Regions from separate parts of the Sus scrofa genome. Here region 2 is linked to region 1. A link is a contact called in public HiChIP or PLAC-seq data. All regions are on one chromosome and are shown on one strand. Each heading gives the region's core, a stretch centred on a gene start, on an enhancer-like site or on the middle of the called end of the contact. The rest is flanking DNA. Distances are from core to core; before and after follow the strand shown.

Region 1 (5,003 bases), core at 851-3,350:
CTCCTGCTTGTGTGTGTGGCGGGGCGGGGGTTTGGGGGGAGGCAGGGCGGGGGTTTGGGGGGAGGCGGGGCTGAAGAAACACGAATGTCCAGCCTTCGGTGGTGCTGTGCCCCATGCTTGCTGTGCAGGGCGGCGGCACTCTTTTCCCACAGCTCTGTGTGGCTTATCTGCCACCTCTGTGGGTAGCCAGCCCTTCTGGTGGGTTTATTCTCGGGGGGGGGGGCATCTGCATGTCTGTGGGGGCTACCAGCACCAGAAGGCTCAGGTTCAGATCTAGATGCACCTCCCTCTTGCACAGGCACCCCAGGTGACTCACTTGACCTTTTCAAGCACAGAAGGTGGGCCTGCTGTCACCACCGCAGTCCTGTTATCCACAGGAGGGCCGCCAAGTGCTGCCTCTTGAGGGTTCCCCAAAGAGATGGGTGACGGGGAGGGCCAGAATCCTTGTGAGGGACCCCAGTTCTTTGTGGGGGTGAGAACCGTCCCTTGTCCTCGCCCAGCCATTCGGCCTGAGCTCTGAGGCCTGCTGAAATAGCCCGTGGCTGGAGTAAAGTCTTCCCCGAAGTTCACTGCTGCCTCCTTTGTGCCCCACGTAAGGGGGGTTGTGCCCAGAGAGCTGCCGTGTGCTTCTCCCTCACGGGAGCCTTCACAATAGCAGCACCCTCCACGTCTGTGCACCTCCTGCGGGAGGTGGAACTCCAAGACGGCGCCCATGACGGCTGCCCCTGGTGTCCACACCCTGTGTGATCCCTGCTCCCGAGTGTGGGTGGAGCCTGGAATGGGTGGGATGCCACTGTGGTTAGGCTGGTGTGATATGGCCAAAGGGACTTGGCGGGTGTCACGAAGACCCTTAATCAGTTGACCTTAGAGTTCATCACAAGGGGGGCCATCTGGGTGGGATGGGCCCTTCCAAGAGATCAGAAGCGTGTCTAGAGGCGTCAGATCCATAGACACAGGAAGTGGATGGTGGGGCAGGGGCTGGGGGAGGGGCTGGCAAGTCAGTGTTTCATGGGGACAGAGTTTCCATTCGGGAAGATGAGAAAGTCCTGGAGATGATGGTGGGGATGGTCACATGACATTGTGAATGTGCCTAATGCCACTGAGCTGTGCACTTAGAAATATTTAAGATGGCAAGATGCCTTTTATCACAATAAAGAGAGTGAGAGGGGAGTTCCCATGGTGGCTCAGCAGAAATGAATCTGACTGGCATCCATGAGGACGCAGGTTCGATCCCTGGCCTCGCTCTGTGGGTTAAGGATCTGGCGTTGCTGTGAGCTATGGTGTAGGCCAGCAGCTACAGCTCCAATTCGACCCCTAGCCTGGAAGCCTCCATGTGTCGTGAGTGCAGACCTAAAAAGATTAAAAAGAGAGAGAGAGAGCGAGAGGGAGAAAGACCAGAGTAGTGGCAGACACTCTCCTACTGGCCTTGAAGAAAGCAAACAGCCACATCATGAGCTGGATGAGGCCATGCAGCCTCGGAGCTGAGAGCTACTCTCACCCAACAACCAGCAGGAAAAGTCCTACCACTGCGGGGAGGTGGATTCTGCCAACCACACAGATGAGCTTGGGAGGCGACCCTGAGTTCCCAGCGGAGAACTCAACCTAGCCAGTCCCTCGATTTCAGGCTTTTGAGACCCCGATTTGAGGACCCAGTTAAGCCACACCCTCTTTCCTAACACAGAAACCAGGAGATGATCAAGGATGTTGTTTTTGACCCTACGTTTGTGGCATCTTGTCACACACCAGTAGCTGACTGACACACCTACCCGGTTGCCTTCAGGTGTGCTCGTTCTGAAACTCACCTCAACCCTGCCAATTAGAGATCACCAGCTCCGTCTCACAGAGAAACTAGGAGCTGAGAGAGGCTGAGGAACTGGCCCAGGGCCACGCGGTAACTGTTCTGTGACATTCTAATTAGCTGCATCTGTTACCCAGGCTGGACCGTAAGCTCCTTCAGGTCAAGGATCTTGCCCAACCGCCGGCCGGATGTTTAGCAAGTGAGCAAAAGAAGGAAGGAATGAGCTGGGGAGGAATCCTCACCTGACCTCCCCAGCGGAGAGGCGAGCCTGTGAGCAGGACTCATGACACATAGGGGCCTGCAGGGAGCGCACTCACCACGCCCCGAAAGCAGTGATGATCACACTGGGCTCCCTCGCTGAGTCAGCGGCCAGGGCCGAGGTCAGCTCGTGAGTCCCCTGGAATGGGACATGCTGTCCCTGGCTCCCTGACTAACGTCCCAGCTGATTCGAGAGCTCTGCCTGATGACAGGCGAGCTTGGAGCCAGGGCCCCTGGGTGCTGGGCTCACAAAGCCAAGCGGCTGGAAGGCAGGGAGAGCTGGGCTGCGAGCTGTGGGTGTCCTTGACCAGGGAGCCAGGGCTGCCAGTGAGGACAGGCATGCGGAGAAGGTGGGAAGAGAGGCAGCTGGGGACTGGGGATGGGGCCACACCCACACGGGCCCCTTGGTGAACCGTCAACCAAGTCTCCCTTGTCCCCATGCTGAGGGGCAGGGCCGGCTGGCCCCCTCGGCACTGATGGCCGGGTAGGAGGGAGCAGTCATTTTCTGGACGGGGCCAGGCACCGTGGGGGGTGGAGCAGCATCCCTGCTCCCACCCATTCAATGCCAGGAGCCTCCCACTAATGACAACCACAGGTGTCCCCAACTGCTCGGGGGTGGGGGGGTGGGAGAGGAGTAGAATCACTCCAGCTGAGACCCTGGTTGAGTGAGCTGATAGTGACAGCACTGCCTGAGAGCAACAGCAGGTGCTCCCCCAAGGCTTCAGGGAGGCCTTCTTGGAGGAAGTGACGTCTGAGTTGAGGTTGGTGGTGCCATGGAGCTGACTGGGGTGGGAGGGTGTGTGCTTGGGAGCAGAAGCTGCTTCCAGGACAGTGGGCAAGGGTGCAAGGTGAAGCAGAGGGAGCAAGGAGGCCTTGGGCAGAGACTATCTTATCCTGAGGGCAGTAGGGAGCCATAGAGGGTTCCATCCCACCCATGGCAGCAATCAGTTGATTTCCTGGTTTTCTGCATTAGGAAACTGAGCCACAGAGAAGGTGAGGTGCCCCAATCACCCCCAGCAGTGATGGGGAAAGGCCCAGCAGGCTTCAGGGCTGTTTCCACAATGTTTGAGGGTGGGGTGGCCACTGGCGCCAGGCCTGCGGGAAGCAGCACCACCTCAGCACCTCCCACTCTGAGACCCCCTTCAGGCAGGCATCTGCTCCCACCCTCTTTCCCTTCAGTAAATTGGGGTGATGACTGCCCTGCTGCCCAAGGCTGCTGCAAGAGGAGGTGAGGTTATCAGTTCTGCCGTCCGTGTCCCCAGGAGGCACAGTGAGGGTTCTGGATGGACAGGAAGCATGTCACATCACCCTGTTGTCTTTGAAATTCTCCTGCCTGAGCCCCTGACCCTCCCCTCTGGTCTCTGCCTTCCTTCTTCCTGAAGGTGTCAGGGGTCGTCCAGCCTCCCTGGTATCCATGGAAACCTGGGCCTGAGTGAGGGACCCCAAGCCCTTCAGCAGGTTGGTGGGGAGCTCTGAGCCCCTGCTCCCCACCCCAGGACCCTTCCCCTTGACTGAAAGAACCATGGGGACAGAACTTTCCCCTGGGAGGTGACCAGCAAGAGTGCACCCTCTGCAGGTCCCACCCCGCGTCCACCAGGAAGGACAGCAGTGAGGCGGTACTTCTGTGTCCTGAGCTGACCTTGTCTTCCTGTTCTTGGGGCAGGAACAGCTCAGCCCTTGGAGTGGACTTGTCCAAGCTCAGTAAGCACCCGAGGAGCTGGGGGTGGGAGCAGAGGTGCCGGGTCCCCCTGCCTGCCCGCCTGCCCCTCCTCTATCCTTGAGAATTAACAGGAAAGTTTGCAGACCTGGTTCCTGTGCCCTTCTCAGGACTTTGATGTGCTCAGCCACCTCTTGGGGGGCAGAGGTGCCAGCTGGGGACCGTCACCTGTGTTGTGGGGCCACCAGGGTTGCCATGTTTGTACACGGGCTGCATTGCTCCCCACACACACACCCCCAGGACAGACTCAGGCTCCCATGAGCATTTGGGGCATCTTTTTGGTGTGTGTGTGTGCATTGAAAAACACATAGCATAAAACTTACCATCCTAAATAGCCATTTTTAAGTGCATAATTGAGTGGCATTCACATTGTTGTACCACCATCCATCTCCAGAACTTTCTCACCTTCCCAAACTGAAACTCTGTCCCCATGAAACTTGACTCCCCCCTCCCCTCCCCCAGCCCCTGCCCCACCATCTCCTTCCTGTCTCTGTAGCTCTGACTCCTCTAGGGACCTCCTGGGAGTGGAGTCAGACAGTGTTTGTCCTTCCATGTCTGGCTTCTCTCACTGAGCATCATGTCCTTAGGATCCATCCACATTAGAGCAACGTCAGAATTTCCTTCTTTTTTAAGGCTGAATCATATTCTGTTGTATGGCTGGACCACATTTATTTAGCCATCATCTGTCCATGGACACTTGGGTTATTTCTACCTTTTAGTTGCTGTGAATCATGCTGTTATGAACACGAGTGCTCAGTTATCTGTTTAAGACCCCACTTTCAGTTCTTTGGGGTATGAGACACTTTTTTGTTCTGGTTCGACTCCTCGGCCCCAGCCGCCTGTCTGCCCCCAGCAATGCAGGGAACCCAGTTTGAGCTGCAGAATAGGGGAGCCGGGCCAATCAATACATGGCTTCTCCCTCGCCCACCCTCACTTGGGCCATGCGCCCCTAGGAAGAAAAATAGACTTTTTGCAGAAATAAATATGCCATGGTACAAGAATGCAGATGGTGTCCTGTGAAGATGGCATCTCCCTCCCACCTGTGCCCCCAGCTCTTGGCGTTCCCTCCTGTGACGACTGACATCACTGGTTTCCGAGTCTTTCCCTAGATGTGCTCTGCATCCTAGGAATCCTCTGTGGCCGTTAACTTTTGCAGGGCCAAGCTGCGTGTTCTTTGAAAACTTCCACTAAGAGGAGTGGCTCAGAGGGAGCCAGGGCTTGGGGAGAGGG
Region 2 (5,070 bases), core at 1,490-3,989, 530 kb after region 1:
CTGCTCTGTGGCTTGGCCCCAGGCTCCATCCTGAGCCACATCCACAAGCGGCGGCACTTCAATGAGCTGGAAGCCAGTGTGGTGGTGCAGGATGTGGCCAGCGCCCTGGACTTTCTACACAACAAAGGTGAGCGGCCTGCCCCAGGGGTCCCTGAGTGTCCAGCCTTGCTCCCAGTCCACCTGTGCAGGACTCCTGGAAGGCATGCCCACTTGCCCCTGACATTCCCTCGTGGTTCCTGGTTCTCCTTGCAGGGATCGCCCACAGGGATCTAAAGCCGGAAAACATCCTCTGTGAGCACCCCAACCAGGTGAGTGGCGCCTGGGGGTGGGGATGGCTTTCCTTTCCCCAGAGGGTGGGGCCGCTACCCACACTGCCCCGTGCCACCCTTCCCAGGTCTCCCCTGTGAAGATCTGCGACTTTGACCTGGGCAGTGGCATCAAACTCAACGGGGACTGCTCCCCCATTTCCACCCCGGAGCTGCTCACACCGGTAAGGGCCTGCGGAGTCAGGGTGCTCCGAGTGGGGCTGGGAGGAGTAGGTGTTGACAGGGGCCAAACGACTGAAATGGCCCCAGATCTAGTCCCAGGCTGTGATTGCGTAACCTGAAGGTGTGGAGCCTGTTTGGCTGCTTGGGCCTTGGAGCTGGGCTTCCGCTTAGCAACAGCGGCTGATTGGCCCAGGGGGTGCGGCTGGGCGGGGCCGCGGTCAGGCTCTTTGGGGCTGGGCGGGCTGCCATCACCTGTTGATTGGGCGGGGGCAGAGGGTTGGGGCGGGGCTGACCCAGCAGCAGCCTCTAATTGGCCGGTAGGCGGGCCCCCTCGGCAGCCTCTGATTGGTCTGGCGGGGCTGTCTGGCTGCGGTCTCAGGGAAGTCCCAGTTGTGGACGCTGCTTCCCGCCGCTTCCCACCCCCGCCGGGCCCTAATGCCCCACCCTGCCCCCCGCCCGCAGTGCGGTTCCGCTGAGTACATGGCCCCGGAGGTGGTGGAGGCCTTCAGCGAGGAAGCCAGCATCTACGACAAGCGCTGCGACCTCTGGAGCCTGGGCGTCATCCTCTACATACTGCTTAGCGGCTACCCGCCCTTCGTGGGCCACTGCGGCAGCGACTGCGGCTGGGACCGCGGAGAGGCCTGCCCTGCCTGCCAGGTGCGAGTAGGGGCCTCCCGTGCACCCCTCACCCGAGCACCCCACCAGGCCTGCCAAGGCAGGCACACGCGTGCACTCGCGCTCACACACTCTGGGACCTGGACTGTAAACTCCCACCTCTGCCTGCCCAGTGCACCCCAAAGGCCTCGTCCATGCAGAGAGCTACCCCTCACCTTGGTGGACCTAGACCGAGCATCCCCCAGGACTGTCCAGTGCACCCCAAGGCCGGCCTGTGGACGTCCACACTTACACCCACCCAAGGCCCTGCTGGGTGTACCCCTTGAGAGTCCTTTAGGGCTTGGCCTCTAACCACTGATGACATCCATAGGGCAGTGCCTGCCTGGCCTTCCTGGGTTCCCAGAGACTCTTTGGGTTCCCCACCCCCCTGGAGAAAGCAGTTGGGTCAGGGAGTTGAAGTAGGAGTGAGGCCTATGATTTGGGGTGATCAGGTTCTAGCCTCTATGCACTGTAGGCGGCTCAGGGTTCACGGCCCAGTGACCCCAAAATCTGGCTTGTAAATTGGTCTCCATTTGGGCAGAACCTACCGAGTTCCTCCCTGAAGCCACTCTGGTCCAGCCTACCAGCCATTTCCAGACCACTGGGTCCTTGCCTTCCTTGGCCCCCCAGAACTACTGGTCTTGCTGGCTGATCTCAGGGCACTTTTCAGCCCTCTGTCCATCCTGCTGTATTGGGGGGTTGCAGCCAGGGCCCTTTTCCCTGGGCCCAGGTCATACTCAATGTGGTGGATTGTGGGGGCCCTGATGGAAGTGTCACTCACTTCCTGTGTTCCCGTGCAGTGCTCCTCCGGGTCCAGGCTTGCCCATTAAGCAGTTCTGGCCTCCACCCTTGCTGGCTGAAATGACCCCTCTCTCCTGTGTCCTCTCCAGAACATGCTGTTTGAGAGCATTCAGGAGGGTAAGTACGAGTTTCCTGAGAAGGACTGGGCCCACATCTCCTTCGCTGCCAAAGACCTCATCTCGAAGCTCCTCGTCCGTGATGCCAAGCGGAGGCTGAGCGCTGCCCAAGTCCTGCAGCATCCCTGGGTGCAGGGGGTGAGTCTCCAGCTGCATCCCCTGGGAGGCGTGGGAGGCCACTCACCTCCATCCAGCCTCTGTGGATGGGCAAGGGTACTAGAACCTTCAGCAGCCCAGCATCAAGACCCCTGCCCTGACTGGGCCAGGGGACTGCAGGAGTTACTTCTTAGCTATTTGCCAGGCCCTGTGTCCTGGAGGCACTGGGGCCTCTTCAGGCCTCAAACAGCATGAAGCTGAGGTCAGCCAGGTAGCAGGGTGGGCAGCAAGCCAGGGTAGATCCATGCCCTGCTAACCCTGTCCAGAGATTTGTCCCCACCAATCCAAGAAAAGATGTTTCTTCTGCCCAGTGGGTGCCTCCCAGATGGGCTGCCATCCCAGGCAGGGAGGCCAGCAGGGCAGGGGCCTTACCCAAAAGTACAAGCTGGCACTAGGGCCCCACTGTCAAGGCGGATGGGCTGGTGGAAGGGGTTCCCAACCCCTTTCCGCAGCTGGGAACCATCTGGAGGGAGTGGCTTTGGTGAGACTCAGGCCCCGCCCACTAGGGCGGGGCTCCTGCTGCGCCTCCCTTCCCCCCAGCCTGGCTCAGTTCCGGGGCAGGTGCAGGGCTTTAACTCTTGCCCCTCTCACAGACCGCTGGGCGCCCCAGAGGGCGGGCCAGGCTCTGCTATTCAGACTGCCCTTTCTTTTCTCCTTGCAGTGCGCCCCAGAGAACACGCTGCCCACGCCCATGGTCCTGCAGAGGTAAGGCCCGTGTGGGAAACCCCGGGTCCAGGAGGGGGCGCCACATGTGAAGATGTTTAAAGAAGACAGAAAAAAAAAACTTAAGTCGTGTGGCGAGAAGCTCTTCAAGTGCTTGGGTGTCCTTGTACTGGGTGACGGATTTGGGACCTTAGCAGAGGTTCTAGACCCCTTCCCCCAGCGGCCAGGGTCTCTTGGGGCCCCGCTCCCAAGGAACTGCACAGACCCCAGGGCTCCCGAGGGAAGCAGGGGGACGGTGGCTACCTCCCTCTATTTGGTGACCCATCCCCACGCCCGCCCCCGCTGTCCCCAGGAACAGCTGTGCCAAAGACCTTACCTCGTTCGCAGCCGAGGCCATTGCCATGAACCGGCAGCTGGCCCAGCGAGAAGAGGACGCGGCCGAGGAGGCGGGGCAGGACCAGCCCGTGGTCATCCGAGCTACCTCACGCTGCCTGCAGCTCTCCCCGCCCTCCCAGTCCAAGTTGGCCCAGCGGCGGCAGCGTGCCAGCCTGTCCGCCGCTCCCGTGGTCCTGGTGGGAGAGCACGCGTGACCCCCTCCTTCCCTCTGTACATAGGCCGCCCCACCCCCTTCAGATCTAAAGATTTTTTTAAGCTATTGCCTGCGGGTGACCAGCGGGCTGCCCGCCCCCCAGCTGGCTTCCTAGGCGCTAAGCTCAGCTCCGGGGGGTCTTTTTATATAAGGTTTCTGCTGTTGGGTTTTTTTTCTTTTTTTCTGTTCCCTTTCTTTAAAAAAAGATTTTTCCCCCCTCTTAACGGTGTTAAAAGCAAAGCGGGCGCCGGGGAGGAGAACGGAGGGCGTGCGGCTGGGTGGGCCCCCTCCCGCCGCCCCGGCCCCAGATGCGCCCGGTACTGTGAAGGCCCCTCCCCGCCGCCCGCGTGACTCAGGAGAGGAGGGCGCGGCGTCTTCCCGGGCGGGCGAGCGGGAGCCGGACCGCGCGTCCCCCTCCCCACGCTCACAGTATTTTCAGGGACGGGTCGCCCCCCACCTCCCTTGACGAGACGGTAGCTTCTTCCCTCCCCACAGACACCCTGGGAGCGGGGCGGGGGCAGGGGCTTCTCAGGTCTCTGTCGTAAAAGGGGGACCTGGGGGCGGGCGGGGTGGCTCCGCCCACTGGACCCCCTGCTAACTGACAATCCGGGCTCCCTCGGATCCTGACCTTAAGCTGCAAATGACCGGGGCCCTTAGCCCCCCCGGGGACAGTCCACCCGGGAGAGTGGCGCTAGAGGAGGTGGGGGGGCCAGACAGGCGGCCGTCAGCCAACGGGGGGGTCCCGCGGACCCCCTCCACCCGGGCACCCGAGTGCCTTTTCTCAGGGCTCAGTCTGATCATGGCCACGTCACGCCCGGTCGCTCCCCGGCTCTGGCGTGGAAGCTCTGTCGGCCCCCTACTCCGGGCGTCTCAGAATCCCCCGACCCCCAAGGGCGGTGTCTCTGCCCCGCCCGCCTTCAGGAAAGGCCGCGGCCGCCACGCCCCCTCCGCCCGCGCCAGAGTCAGAAGTCGCGTGACCCGCGGGGCCGGGGAGACTCTGACGCCCTGCGCCCTCGGGTGGGACACTATGCAATCCAGGCTTTCTTTTTTACCGCACACGTGCTTCTGCCAGCGGGGCGCCCCGCGGCCGTCTGGCTTCTAGCTGTTCGCCCATTTCCTTAGTTTCTTAAGACAGCGGTTCGCTTCCCTTCCCTGTTGAAAAATACTTGAATGTGGGGGGGGAGGGGTGGCTCGGGTGCGGTCTCTGCGGCCCTCTCAGCCTCGTAGATTGTCGCAGTCCGTGGTGGCTGGTGGGGGGCCGCCGCCCCCGCCCGCCCGGATCTGTGGACTGGCCTTTCCAAAGACTGGGGGTGGGGAGGCCACCCCCCATCATTTCTCGCCCATCAGTGATTCCACGTTTTGCAATTTTGGGGATTCTGCCTTTTTGTAAAAAAAAAAACAAATGGATTCTCCCGCAGCCGGCGCCATGGCCATTTTACTAGGGAAAGCTGAGCTGTGAGCAGCTTTTTTTTTTTTTTTTTCCTTCAAAGGTGGGACAGCCACTTCCTCCCCCCTGTCATCGACAGCGCGGCCCGGAGGACTGGTCAGAACCGTTACTGTGAATGAGCAACCTGGTCCCAGGCTGCTCTGGCGCTGGGGGAAG

The links. HiChIP or PLAC-seq counts read pairs in DNA pulled down with a chosen protein or histone mark.
Region 2: a contact with region 1 is called in an H3K27ac HiChIP or PLAC-seq map of alveolar macrophages. The contact joins two enhancer-like sites. A contact is called at or near these places in 1 of 47 Hi-C or Micro-C datasets (heart right ventricle) and 1 of 2 datasets of contacts at active chromatin or transcription factors (alveolar macrophages).

What each region holds. Positions count from the first base shown.
Region 1 is chr2:75,983,716-75,988,718 of Sscrofa11.1, forward strand. All of the region lies in intron 2 of GNG7 (guanine nucleotide-binding protein G(I)/G(S)/G(O) subunit gamma-7), which reads left to right. Among named protein-coding and RNA genes, the nearest start is that of GNG7, 56 kb to the left of the region's middle. Within about 2 kb of position 2,101, at least 29 of the 83 cell types and tissues checked have an H3K27ac peak or open chromatin away from gene starts, as enhancers often do. A contact at or near this core is called in alveolar macrophages, where this site is marked.
Region 2 is chr2:76,517,607-76,522,676 of Sscrofa11.1, forward strand. MKNK2 (MAP kinase-interacting serine/threonine-protein kinase 2) reads left to right here. Exons shown (of 15, transcript XM_021084205.1): 9 at 23-127; 10 at 253-308; 11 at 395-490; 12 at 951-1,145; 13 at 2,033-2,197; 14 at 2,877-2,920; 15 at 3,266-5,070. The coding sequence ends at 3,818. Among named protein-coding and RNA genes, the nearest start is that of MKNK2, 9.8 kb to the left of the region's middle. Within about 2 kb of position 2,740, at least 48 of the 83 cell types and tissues checked have an H3K27ac peak or open chromatin away from gene starts, as enhancers often do. A contact at or near this core is called in alveolar macrophages, where this site is marked.